Regions from separate parts of the Mus musculus genome. Here region 2 is linked to region 1. Evidence: chromatin contacts called from public HiChIP or PLAC-seq data. All regions are on one chromosome and are shown on one strand. Each heading gives the region's core, a stretch centred on a gene start, on an enhancer-like site or on the middle of the called end of the contact. The rest is flanking DNA. Distances are from core to core; before and after follow the strand shown.

Region 1 (6,686 bases), core at 2,394-4,893:
TCATAGAAGAATAAATTATAGTGAGGGATTCAGTTGCTGAATGATACCACTTGTGATGTTTTAAAGCTAGGGTAGAACTGAGACCATCTGCAAGCAAGACTACTAAATTCCCTCAGGCAGCTTCTGAGGTTGCTCCACCATAGGCAACAAATGGCATAGATTTGGATCAGTTTTTCTCTACTCTGCTTCTCCTTGAGTTGGCATACACTGGCTGACAATTAGAATTAAATAGACCATTGTCAGATGCCTGAATATTTGATGATAATACATTGCACGACAAACTAAGAAAAGAAACGACAACAAAACAGAGTTGGACCAATGAGTTGGTTTATAGGGCAAAGGTGCATGCTGCCAGGCCTGATGATCTGAATTCCATCCCCAGAAGTCGCATAGTGGAAGAAAAGAACTGACTCCCAAGAGCTATTCTTCTATCTCCATATGCATGTACACTCCATAAAAGCACACACGCACACATGCACACGTGCACATGTGCTCACACATGCATGCGCGTGCACCCGCACCCCCCCACACACACACACAAGGAGAAAGAGAGAGAATCAATTAATCAATTAATAAATAAACATAAGAGAAAATTAGAAAAGCACCACTGCCCGCAAAAAAATTATGATGCAGTGTAGAATGTGGTGTAGAAACTGCTAATACGAAATACTGATTTCAAATGTAGCACCTTTGTCCTTGGAAAAGCATGTTCACTGCCATGAATAAACTTTTTTGAAAGTGTATTTTTTTTTAACTTTGCCTGTTTTTATTTTCCCATCTTTTTTCTTGAGTTATATTTTAAGAAAATCTCATTTGTGTTTTCAAAATATAAAATTTCAAATTTCATCTGAAAGTATTTGAATGCTCTCTTACATATTTAAGAGTCCATGTTTGTCTGCAATGTATTTATCTTGAATTCATAGATTTTTTATTAATATTTTAACAGGATTCTATCTCTTTTTAGCCTTCAAATATTAAATGCCCCTCCTGGGGATCTGTCAGAGCATAGAATTCACGGGAAGGCAGGGACAAAAATGTTCCTGGGGACCTTTCCTTTCCACTTGGAAGCTGTGTCCTGTTGGTTTGTATGCCTGCATCCTCAGCTACTCTTTAAATCTTGAAAAAATTCTGTGAACCTTTTAATGACCTCAGTTAAAAAACATTTTTATTTATGTAGCTTCGAGAGCCATGGGGAACACAGACTTCCAGGAAGGCTGGCTCGGCCCAGAGAATGAGGAAGCAGCTAAGAACAAATATTAACCAAGTGAAGGCAGCCTGCTGGAGCCAGAGTGGAAGCAGAGGCAAGTTACAGAATGCATACATTTTATCGTAATAAGAATTCCTCTTTGGCAATGCCTAGGGAAACACATAGGCTAGAAAGGGAGAAGATAACCAGATGTATGTGCAACTATCATGTGGCGAGACATATGTTGAGTATTGTTTTTGTATTAAAGGCTGGAAGACACAGCATCTGCATCAGAATTCTAACTTTTTGTAACTGATGTATAAATCCATGGATGAACTTTACATTAAAATTAAATAAGTGTAACCCTGGATGTTAAACTACGTGTATCTTTGTTCTAGAAGAGCTTTGCTCAGTCATTCTCTAGTGTGCATATCTCATTAGCAGCAAGTGTTCTTGTCACATAATCCATGAGCAGGCTACCAAGATGTGTGGGTAAGCCACAAAATTCTCCATAGGGAGGCATTGATGTTTTTTAATTTGTCTACATTTATTCTTGAGTTTAACTTTTAAATGTAGACCAGGCTGGACTCAAACTGTCTATGTTGTTGAGGATGGCTTGTAGTTCCTGAGCCCCATGCCTCACAGGTGTGCCCGGTCGTGTCTCTCTGTGGTCACACATTCTTAACGAGCCTTTTCCTAAATGACTTACATGAAGTGCCACACTTAGTCAGTGTTGTACATTAATTTGCAAATACAAAGATATCAGGAAAGCCCCAATTCACATGCAATTTTAGTAAACATGCACACAACGCCACCTCCCATTTTCTTCCAAGTTAAAAATACATTCAGCTCTACTTCCGTTCGTCAATCTGGCACTCCAGTTCCTCCATGAGTGTGTCTCTGTTGTCTGTGTATGAACACATGTGTCTGGACACAAGATCATAACAACTGGATTTATTTGTGTTTTCAAATCATAATAAGTATTTGAAGATTTTGAAATAGTTTTTTGCTCTCTTATATCTCTAATTAGTTTTCAAATTTCTATTTGTAACTGTAATGTTTTTTTTTTTTGACCTAATGCATTTAACAGGTCTCATACATAACAAGAATAGAGTGGACAACAGTACACAAGGTACCTAAGTCTTGCTTTCAACTGTGCAAAATTTCAACTCAGTCCAGGCCTTGAAGCTCTTAGACAAAGTCCCATGGGGAAGAAGTGAATGTATTCTCTTTGGTTATGAAGAATATCTTTTCCCAAATGTATATGATTAATTAAGGCACTGTAGGAAGGAAACATGGAAAAGATTTAAAAGTTGGCTTTATCCTGTCTAGTTTATCTATAGATCTAAAATGGTATCTATGTATGTTTCCTCTGTCAGAGAGGCCTAGGATAATAAAAAGATGCAATAGTTACGTTTTTAGTCATATATACCCATTAGTTATGAGAATTTTGTACTTGAGTTCTATTTACTAAGAAAAGCCCATGAAACTGACCAAGGTTTCTGGAAGTTAAAGTAGGAGTACATTTCCCAAGAGAAATAAAAGATATGTCTTCATTGTTTTGTTGTTCACATTTGTAGAATATTATCTCACTTTATTGATATAACCACCTTACTGTAGTAATGAAAATAATAATCTAAGATCACCCCTTCATATGAACTAGAAAAGCTATTTACACTTAGATGACTTCTATTCGGATGGATACACTTAAACCTGTATTTCCATGAAAAAAAGTTATTATTCTAGCCTGTGGTAAGGTCTCAAACCTTGTTATCATTTTTAAACTTTGAATTTGTTAGAATTCAAGTGTCTACACATTTATCTCCCCTCAAAATTTGTTGCAAAGCCTTCATTACCATACATATTTTAACAATTTTCCAAAATATTTTCTCTTCTCTTTGTCCATTTACAACAAATGGATCCTGGGAAATGGAAGCATTCTTAGCTCACTGTCTGAACTGCACTTCTGAAGTGTGTGTCCATATTATTGCAAGTTATCTATGGGCCAGGGGAAGATGTTTTAGGCAACGAGGTGCTAAAGAGAATGAAGGATAGCACTACTGCTGTGTGACAGACAACAGTCTAAAGGATACTTAGGTTCTCTGCAAGCTTTCACTAGCAGAAGGCATTAAGGCAATTCTGCTGGTACCTGCTTTATTTTCTACTACATTTTATTTTGCCTTTTCTTCCTCATGCACTTGGTACCATACAGTTCATGATTGGCTGGGTATAAGGGAACATTAGTAACTGTCTTAGCTTTGGAATAAGTCCAAAAGCAAGAAATGTAAAGAGGACATATGTTGTGTCATGAACATAACACAAGTGTAGTTTGCACCTGATTATCCTGAGAAACTTGGGGACCAAGAGCTTTGGCACTAAATTGCATTATGGGCACCAAATTGCATTATGGGCACCATGCATAGTTTGGAGAGAAAAGCTGCCATTGCCACCCAGTGGCAACATGAATTATTGCATGTTCATGTAAATCCCATTTGCTTTGCCAGAGACCCATATGGAGACTGGCAAGGTGTTAATGCATTTTTAAAGGACTAGAAAGTACCTTGTATATTTTGGTTGTGAGTCTAGCCTGTAATGGCCAAACCACCTCTCTTATATCGCTAATTTGTTTGATTTCTCCTTGTCTCTACCTTTACAGGGAAGTTTTCCCTAGGTTTAAAAGAATGAATCATTCTATACAGATAATATCTATCAATATTTAAGAACTACGTGGAAAGATCTTAAGTGGACCACGGATACATACATATTATCATGGGGTTTCCACTTACTAAAATGTTCAGCACTAAATTTCAGATATACAAGTGCTCATTTTTGCCAGTGCTTTGAACACACTGACAATTTATAGGAGACAACAGTTCCCACCTGTGTGATTAGTTATACAAACTAGTAAAGAGCCAGACATAAGAGACACTTATCTTGTGACAATCTTGTGATAATATATTTATTTATTTATTTATTTATTTATTTATTATTTGCGAGTGTATTCATGGAAGGGGGCTCACATTTGTGGATTGGTTCATATCGTGGCTTATATGGGAAGTTCACAGAATATCTTTGTGAATTTAGTCTTCTCCTCCTTAATTTATACTGATTTGATGAATGAAACTCAGGTTCCCAGACTTGCATAGTAATTGCAGTGCTATCTTTACCCACAGAACTACCTTACCAGCCCTGGTCTTACATTTTAGTATTCTACATAAAGAAGAATATTTCTACTACCTTCTGTGTAAGAGCTGATGTTAGTCTCATTTAAGTTTTGAATTCACTAGCAATTCAAATTGTCTTCCTTTTTAAAGCAGCTTCTATTACAATGGTGTTTATTTTCTCCTGTAACACACAGATCATTCAAAGGGCTACATTGTGCAGCTGCCAGCTGCCTATCCCTCTGCCTTTCTACTAGACTTTAAAAGAATCTTAACCTGAAGAGATAGGACATATTCAGAGTTCTCCAACCTTGGCCTCCCATTCTGTATAACTAACTCTTGCTCCTTCATCTTAAAACTCTGTAGACATAGTTAGGTCTCGAGTCTGCAAACAGCAGGATTGTCTGCTGTCCTCTCACAGAGCAAGGCAGTACAGAGAAAAATGGATCACAGATAGTCTATAAAAGACTGGAGTTAATATGCTTGATATGAGTGGGGTTGTTACTCAAGAGAGTGAAAAATGCATTTATATTTTTGATGTGGGATATATATATATATATATATATATATATATATATATATATATATACACAAGACATTGAACGCAATCAACAGCTAAAATGAAAAGTAAGTAACTGAGATTTGTTTGCTGTATGTCTTGCTCATCAGTCAGTAGGCTTTCATTGGAATATATATTCATTTACTTTGGACTCAGTGGTCTAAGCCATTTTCAACAACCCAGGATCTGCCAACAACATGCAAAGTAGAGCAAAATAATATAAAAAGGTATGCATAAAGAATGTGTACATTAACTGTTTAACACACAATGACACCTTTATTTTAAAAGCATATAGCAGAATCAAATCAAATTTAGAAGTGAATGGAATATCTTCTTGCATATTCATTAGTTAAAACACTTAGAAAATTTTTTCTTTAAAAGGAAAACATCTTTTCTTTGCCTTCCCATTTTTCTCCTAGATTTGCGTGACTTACAGGCAAACACTTTCATCCAGAAAGAAATCCATCCAAATTAAGATAATGAATTGGCACATTGTTAAGTATCCATACGAATGTGGTACAGCCTCCACTTATCTCCTCCTTGGATGTGGTGTAGTTACCATGTGTGCTTTACGCCTTGAGGCTGAAAACTGGGTTTTCTGTATACAGCAATATATGTAGCCAACTTAATGTGCTGACCCTTTTACTGTTAATCGTGTAAAAAAATACAAGTATGTGGTTTACAGTTCTCCTCTTCACTTACTTTTGGCCTGGCCTTTGAATTTATAAAGTGTTCTTATTACAGATTGTGATCATGTGTCACAAATCAATTCTGTGACATTTTTGCCACTGGTAGAGAGATACAGGAGTGACAGCTTATCCGAAGCAAGGAAAGAAGGATTTAAAGAGTCAGAGAATAAAGCAGATCTCAGTTGTGTGCACCACGAACTACTTTCTTAAACTTAGTATTGACTATTGAGCAGAGATTTTTAAATAATTCTAACCTGAATTTCAAGTATTGAAATAAGCCATTTTAAACTTATGCCACTGAAAATTTCTTCAATGTCTGACATCTTGACAGTTTACACATAGGACTCAGTTTAGAACTCTATTATCATTTATTTTATTATTCTCTTTTCTTTTGGGCACCTCCATTGCCATCTAATGTCCTTCACTTCACTCTGAAACCCCTTCTTTCCACCCTCCCTCACTGACTAAACCATTAGCCACACAGTACATTTGAATACAGATTAGATTTTCCAATTTGTAACTACATGTTAAGAACATACTAATTGCAAGATTTTACGTAAAGAATATATAAAACAGGCTGGACAGATGGCTCAGTGGTTAAGAGCCACTGGACCACTGATTGTTCTTCCAGAAGTCCTGAATTCAATTCCCAGCAACCACATGATGGCTCACAACCATCTTTAATGAGATCTGATTCCCTCTTCTGGTGTGTCTGAGGACAGCTACAGTGTATTCATATACAGAAAAGAATATGTAGAACACTTCTCCTTAGAAATAATGCTTTGAAGATATAGGGACTTGGAGATCGAAAGGCCTCTTTCTGGAGTCTCACTTTGTATCTCCATTTGAGGTAGTAGTTGCCTAGAACTATCTATGACATATAATCACTTCAGTGACTGAAGTGATGTGCATGCAGAGAAGAATTTACAATACAAATTTACATTCAAGACAATTAGTTCGCTGGTGAAAAATTAGAAAAAAAACTCATTTTGTAAAAGTGTTATAATTATGATATCCCTTTCCATTGGTTACAGGTTCTAACAATGTGCTTTGCAGGTCTATGGAATATCACTCTGCCCATTATACAAAGA
Region 2 (6,146 bases), core at 246-2,745, 1.3 Mb before region 1:
AAGATGGATAGTCCCACGTCAAAGACCCAGACTAGAAGTGTGTCTTTCCACTACAAGAGATTTAATTAAGAAAAGAAATCTCTCGCAAGTGTGCCCAGTCATTTGGGGTTTAGTTGATTCCAGATGTACTAAAGTTGACAACTGAGACTAGCCATCACAGCTGCCTAGAAACAATTTATTGGAGAGGGCACATAAACTTATATACTGAATAGTCAATGGTAGATATGGCAGGCACAACTAAGAAATGGAGTAGTTAAATATAGCCGAAGTAGGTTTGGTTTAACTCAGTAGTCACTGGGATTGGTTTGGCTTTAATTTGAAACTTTTTTTCCTGTTCTGTAACTAGCTCTGTAGACCAGGCTGGCCTTGAACTCAGGTATCTGCCTCCCTCTGCCTGCCCAGCACTGGGATTATTAATCAGGGTCTACCAGCAGTTGCCCAAAGTGCCAGTTACTGTGGAGGCTCACTTCAGTCCCAAAAGTCTAAGGGCAGATGTTGCAACATAACAAGATTGAGACTCACGGGGGGGGGGGGGCGGGCGGGGGCGGACGACGGGATGGACGGACGGGACAACCCACTATTTCAACCAAACCTATTTATCATCTCATCACAGTTTCTGTTACCGTCAGGCAAAATGCAACTAGGGCTGGAAGAAGCCCTGGGAAAGGCAAGCAAGCATTCTCTGGACAAAACCAGTCTCAAGGATTTACAGAGTATTCGACCTCTGTAGGGAACTGCATTCTCCACGTCTTGGATAGACTACGTATTGTGACTAGTAAGACGCAAACTAGAACTAGCTATAAACTGCACTAAAATAATATCTTGCTCACTACTGGGGAAGAGGGGGGCAGTTCCCACTAATTGAACACGTAGGCATTTTTCCTTAAAACCAGCCATATTATGAAGAGCATTGAACGACACAATGAACAACATGAGTTTATTAGCTCTGATTGTTTTTTTTAGAGCCGGAGTCTTTTTCGGTTTTTCGGTGACTCTAGTTGGCCTCTAGCTTATGATTGCCTCAGCCTCCTGAGTGAACATCTTGGATTTCACTCAAACCTCCCAAGTGGCCACTATTTCATTCTGAATACTATCTTTCATCTTTTAATTTCGTTTTTACTTTTTTAGATTTAAGTAAAGGAAAACAATCGAATCCGCGTTCTGCGGAGTAGCTTATATTCCCAATTCTCTAGTTTCACACTTGAATCTCTATCAACATTATCGATGTTAAGTCCTTAACATTCCACTGCCTCCCTGGTTTGCCCCTGAACACACCGAGGGTCACCTCTTACTTTTCCATCAGCGGGGAGAGAAAGACACCGGCACCTGTTGTCAGGGAGGCGCAGACTCCACCTGCGCCCAGTCACTCGGCTTCCGGCCGGCGTCCAGGCTCTAGAGTCGATCCCGAGACGATCGCTCTCCTCCCACTGGGCGGAGCCTGGGCCGCCTATCTCTCGGCCTTCTGCTCGTACTGCCTCGCCCCGGCGGCCGTCCAGCGGGAGGCGGAGCGAGTCCAAAATGGCGGCTCTCAGGCTGGCGCGCTCCGTGCTGCTGAGGCTTTGAGGTGGTCGCTCCGGGTCGGAGGGGGGACGATTTCCCCGCCGCGGGGCCCCCAGAGAATGAATCGGGGGCTCTGCTGAGGCGAGGCGGCAGGGCTGGAGAGCAGTGGCAGCGAAGGGCTGCGGTGGCGTCCACGCAGCGGGATGTGCGAGAGTTACTCTAGGTCGTTGTTGAGGGTCTCGGTGGCGCAGATCTGCCAGGCGCTGGGCTGGGACTCGGTGCAGCTCAGCGCCTGCCACCTCCTCACCGACGTCCTGCAGCGCTATCTGCAGCAGCTGGGCCGGGGCTGCCATCGGTACTCTGAACTCTGTGAGTACTGGGGCTGGGTTGCGGGAGGGCTGCCCCAAGCCGGTCACGAGTGACACCTTTGCCCCTCCGGACCCCTTTGGGCATCCCCTGCAGGGGTGGCGTTCCGAAGCCGGCTTCGACATGGGGATCCTCTCAGACTCCGACCGTCTGGGGGGCTTCCACCGTCTCCTGCGAACTCCAGTCATCCCTTAGGTGCCTCTTCCTCATCCGCTAACTTCCCGCCACCGGCAGGGAAGCGGGGTCCCGGCTCGCAGCCACACACCCTCTCACCGATGCTGCTCCTGGACCAGTGCTTCGGTCTCTCTCATTGTCTCGGGTCGGCTGCGGCCAGAGCCACCCCCAGAATGCTCTCCACCTCGCTCACCTTGGTCTTTTGCCTCCCTTGCTCGCAAACTACTACAACTAGTTGTCACAGGCGCTCCGTCTACCGGCCGTTTCTTACAAGGCTGGCCATTCCTGAGCTCCCAAATAGACTCGTTGACAGCTCCGCTCAGTCAGGGTCGCTGCCTTTTTTTTTTTTTTTTCTCCCCTCTCTATCTGTTCGTTTCACAGACTTCGCCTACTACTTTTCAAGGCAGGTTTTGTCGATTTCGCTGAATACCTTTCAATAAGCATCTCAGTTACGCACGGCGTCCTTCCTCTATGCTCTTCTGTTAGTGTTGATCTAAGTGTGATGGGAAGCATCACTCGGTAATTTGGGAGGTTTTCCGGGTACTCAGTGTCGCAGTATGTATTAACTTTTTTTTTTCTGGTTCATGTCTCTTTAATGAGATTAAAGGCTCCTGTGTATGTTTTGGGAGTGAGTAAAGATAGCACAGTCCTCCGTGTTGCCCCTCTTCAGGGCTCCAGCCCTTTCAGGTGTGTTCTAGGAGAGTGGGGACGGTCCCACATGGAGGACTGCAGTTGAAACTAGGGCTGAATCCTGGTGGCCAAGTAATACCCAGTTTCCCTCTTGAAACTACTTATGGGATGTCCCCACAACTAGAAGCCAGCCCCACGGGAGGAACTTGAGACATAGAATCTGGGGACAGTGTATTGACTTTTAAGTGAATGCCCAGTAGTGTCTTTACCCGGTGGTATTTAATGATTTGTAGAAGGTACAGATCATTTTATAGATGTGTGATTTTTACTGATGTATGAGTGTGTGTGTGTGTGGGGGGGGGCGGGGATTATAACGTTCATTTAAATTCCAAGATATGACGTTTAAGGTGGCAAGTTGGATAACTAAATGAAGTGTTTTATAGAGTAATTTGTTCTGCTACAGTGGTTCCTACTTTTAAAGTGAGGGCCTATAGATTCGCCATACCTTCAAGACTCCAAATGCCATTCCTAACAAAATAATGAAACCCCAACAAATCAGATCCTATTTATCTTATTTTGTAATTGTTTGTGTATATGTGTACCCTGACCCAGAAGATAAATTGATTATATTCATATTCTGCGTAAGTACCTAATGTGCTGATTGGAGCACCCTTGATTGTATTTGTATTACTCTAGTACCTACTGTGCTAACTGATTGGAGCATCCTGATTTGTGTCACCCTAGGGTTGTTCCAAATAGGAAACAGTTGGCTAGTAAATTAATGGGTAGTCCACAAAAGACTTAGTGAATGAATTCCTAAAATGCACATCTTTTTGAGTGCTTGATTTAACGTGTGTGGTGGTAGAATGATCGTCTAGCTGTTGCTTCCTTACCTTCAAGCCCCTTCTCCATTGACCTTCAGTATATTGTTACTATTATGTTTAAGATAGATTATATTTTGTTACCTAGTTCCTGAACTAAAGGCAGATGTATACCTTTTGGGTTCTGAAAATATCCCCTGAATACATAGTTACCTTCCATGCCAGGTAGTTCATGGATTCAAGCATTCCAAAGTGTCCAAGAACTCATTGTGCTTTACTGAGAACCTCTTCATTCCCCTCTCTCTCCTCTCTTCCCTCCTCCCCCCGCCCCCCATTTTATTTTATGTTTATGTTTGAGACATGGTCTCTCTTCATAGCCCTGGTTATCCTAGAGCTCAGTATGTAGACCAGACGCCTGCCTCTGCCTCATGAGTGCTGGGATTAAAGGTGTGGGCCATCACATTTATCATGAACCCTTTCCCCTCCATTCCCTGGCCTTTTCTTTTGTTTTTTTGAGACAGAGTTTTGGGGTTTTTTTTGTTTGTTTGTTTGTTTGGTTGGTTGGTTTTTGTTTTTTGTTTTTTTTGGTGGTGGTTTTTTCATATCCCAGGCTGTCCTGTAACTCTCTCTGTAGACCAGGCTGTCCTTGAATTCACAGAGATCTGCTTGTCTCTGCCTCCTGAATGCTGGGATTAAAGATACGTGCTGCCACTGTCCAGTATGAAACTTTTTATAATTACCCATCTTTTTCTAGTCAGTTTTCTTCTCTTCCTTTTCGCTCTTTTTTTTAATGAGAATATGATTCGAAGATTCATTATTTCCCATTTGGATTTGGTGACTTGTTAAAAATGCTTACTTATTAAACAGATGGTTTTAGAGTGCAAGGTTGCAGGCTATCCATTCATTTTCTAGCTAACAGTTTCCTGAGTGTATATACTGGTTTAGCTCCACCATAGTGTGATACAAATACAGTTAGGGTTCTCCAGTCTGTTAGCACATTAGTACTGTAGTAGAATATGAAAATAATCAATTCATCCCATGAGAAAGGGTACGTACATGTATGCACACACACACACACACACACACACACACACACACAGAGAATTACAAATTTCTTTTAAAACTGAGTTCTGTAACTTCAGGTTACTATTATGTCATCTTGTATTCTATAATCAGTTCTCTTGGTGTTTCTGACAAGCGTTTATTGAGCACTACTTATAAACTGAGCTTGGGCTGAGGGTTGTGGAATACAAGCTCTGTCTACCAGGGTGTCAGAATATCGACACACGTAGGCTGATGGTGTGTGATCCTTTTTCTAAAATAAATACATAAAAATTAAAACAAGTACAGAAGTTGCTATTAATTCCTCAAGTAACAAAGTTATAAATTTTTCTAAGGTGACAGTTTCTCCTACACATGTTGACGCATTGGTCCCTGGGTATGGGTACTGCTATGTCGTACTGAAAGCAGGTACTAAGCCTTTCTGATGGGTCTCATGATTCGTACCCTGACTTCATTATCTTATGGTACTGGCAGTATATGTAAACCGAGTAAAACAGAGGGAATATATGTTTAGCTGTGGATTCCAGGGAACACTTGCTTTGGGGGGAAAAGATAAAGTTTGAGTTGAAGTATGAAGTATGTTTGTGTAGAAATGGAGAGAACTGTAGGTCAGAAGACAGCATACATGTGTAGTGAAAGTACCCACTAGACTGGACTGCTAACCCTGCCCAGCTAGCTCATTAGAAGGCTATTCAAGAGAAGTACTTAAGGCTTTACAAAAGGAGGCTAAGGCAGGAGGATTGCTGAGAGCCCAAGGCCAGCCTTGACTACAAAAATGAAACGATGTCTCCAAAAACCAAAGCAAAGTCACAGAAGAAGGAAAACCTGGGCGGGTCACGGTAGCACACATATGTAATCCTAATAGTCAGCAAGGTTCGTCAGGGACACTGCATGTCCAAGGCCAGCAGCACAAAGGAGTGGGAATATGTGTGTGTGTGTGTGTGTGTGTGTGTATGTATATGTGTGTGTATGTGTGTGTATGTATGTGTGTGTGTGTGTATGTGTATATGTATGTGTGTGTGTGTGTGTGTGTGTGTGTGTATATATTGAGTGGGCAGAACTTGAAGCCACAGCCCTGCACTGTCTGCCCTTGTACCAGATACCACCATCCACTCCTGTACTCCCAACACACAGAACGGTGAGACGGGAGGATCAGTATGAGTTTGGAGCCAGTCTATGTTACATAATGAGTTATAAGTCAGTGAGAACTATGCATTTAGACCTTGTCTTAATAAACCACTCACTGAGCCACAAAACTACATTTTAGTTAACATAGTGGTAGATAGATTATAAAAGTAAGCATTTTATAAATCTTTTTGGGGGGAGGGGGAATTCGAGACAGGGTTTCTCTGTGTAGCCGTGGCTGTCCTGGAACTCGCTCTGTAGACCAGGCTGGCCTTGCACTCAGCAATCCACCTGCTTCTGCCTCCCAAGTGCTGGGATTAAAGGTGTGTGCTACCACTGCCCAGACCATTTCATAAATCACGTTTTTTAGGGTACATTGTCATTTTTTTTCTATTTTGTCATTGGTTATAATGTCTCACTGTCCCTAATGTATAAATTATTTAGCATAGATAAGCTATAGATAGATAG

What was found. HiChIP or PLAC-seq counts read pairs in DNA pulled down with a chosen protein or histone mark.
Region 2: a contact with region 1 is called in an H3K4me3 HiChIP or PLAC-seq map of the SCID.adh cell line, with 13 times the contacts expected there. The contact joins the promoter of Taf3 here to the enhancer-like site in region 1. A contact is called at or near these places in 12 of 39 promoter capture datasets (the 3T3-L1 cell line, the HPC-7 cell line, HPC-7-derived erythroid cells and 9 more), 1 of 15 datasets of contacts at CTCF or cohesin (pro-B cells), 13 of 115 datasets of contacts at active chromatin or transcription factors (the 230-238 cell line, the SCID.adh cell line, acute myeloid leukemia and 9 more) and 1 of 9 other capture datasets (liver).

What each region holds. Positions count from the first base shown.
Region 1 is chr2:8,751,283-8,757,968 of GRCm38.p6, reverse strand. No RefSeq gene overlaps it. Among named protein-coding and RNA genes, the nearest start is that of Gm30957, 190 kb to the left of the region's middle. Within about 2 kb of position 3,643, at least 2 of the 459 cell types and tissues checked have an H3K27ac peak or open chromatin away from gene starts, as enhancers often do. A contact at or near this core is called in the SCID.adh cell line, where this site is marked.
Region 2 is chr2:10,043,958-10,050,103 of GRCm38.p6, reverse strand. Taf3 (TATA-box binding protein associated factor 3) reads left to right here and starts at 1,495. Exons shown (of 7, transcript NM_027748.3): 1 at 1,495-1,869. The coding sequence starts at 1,704.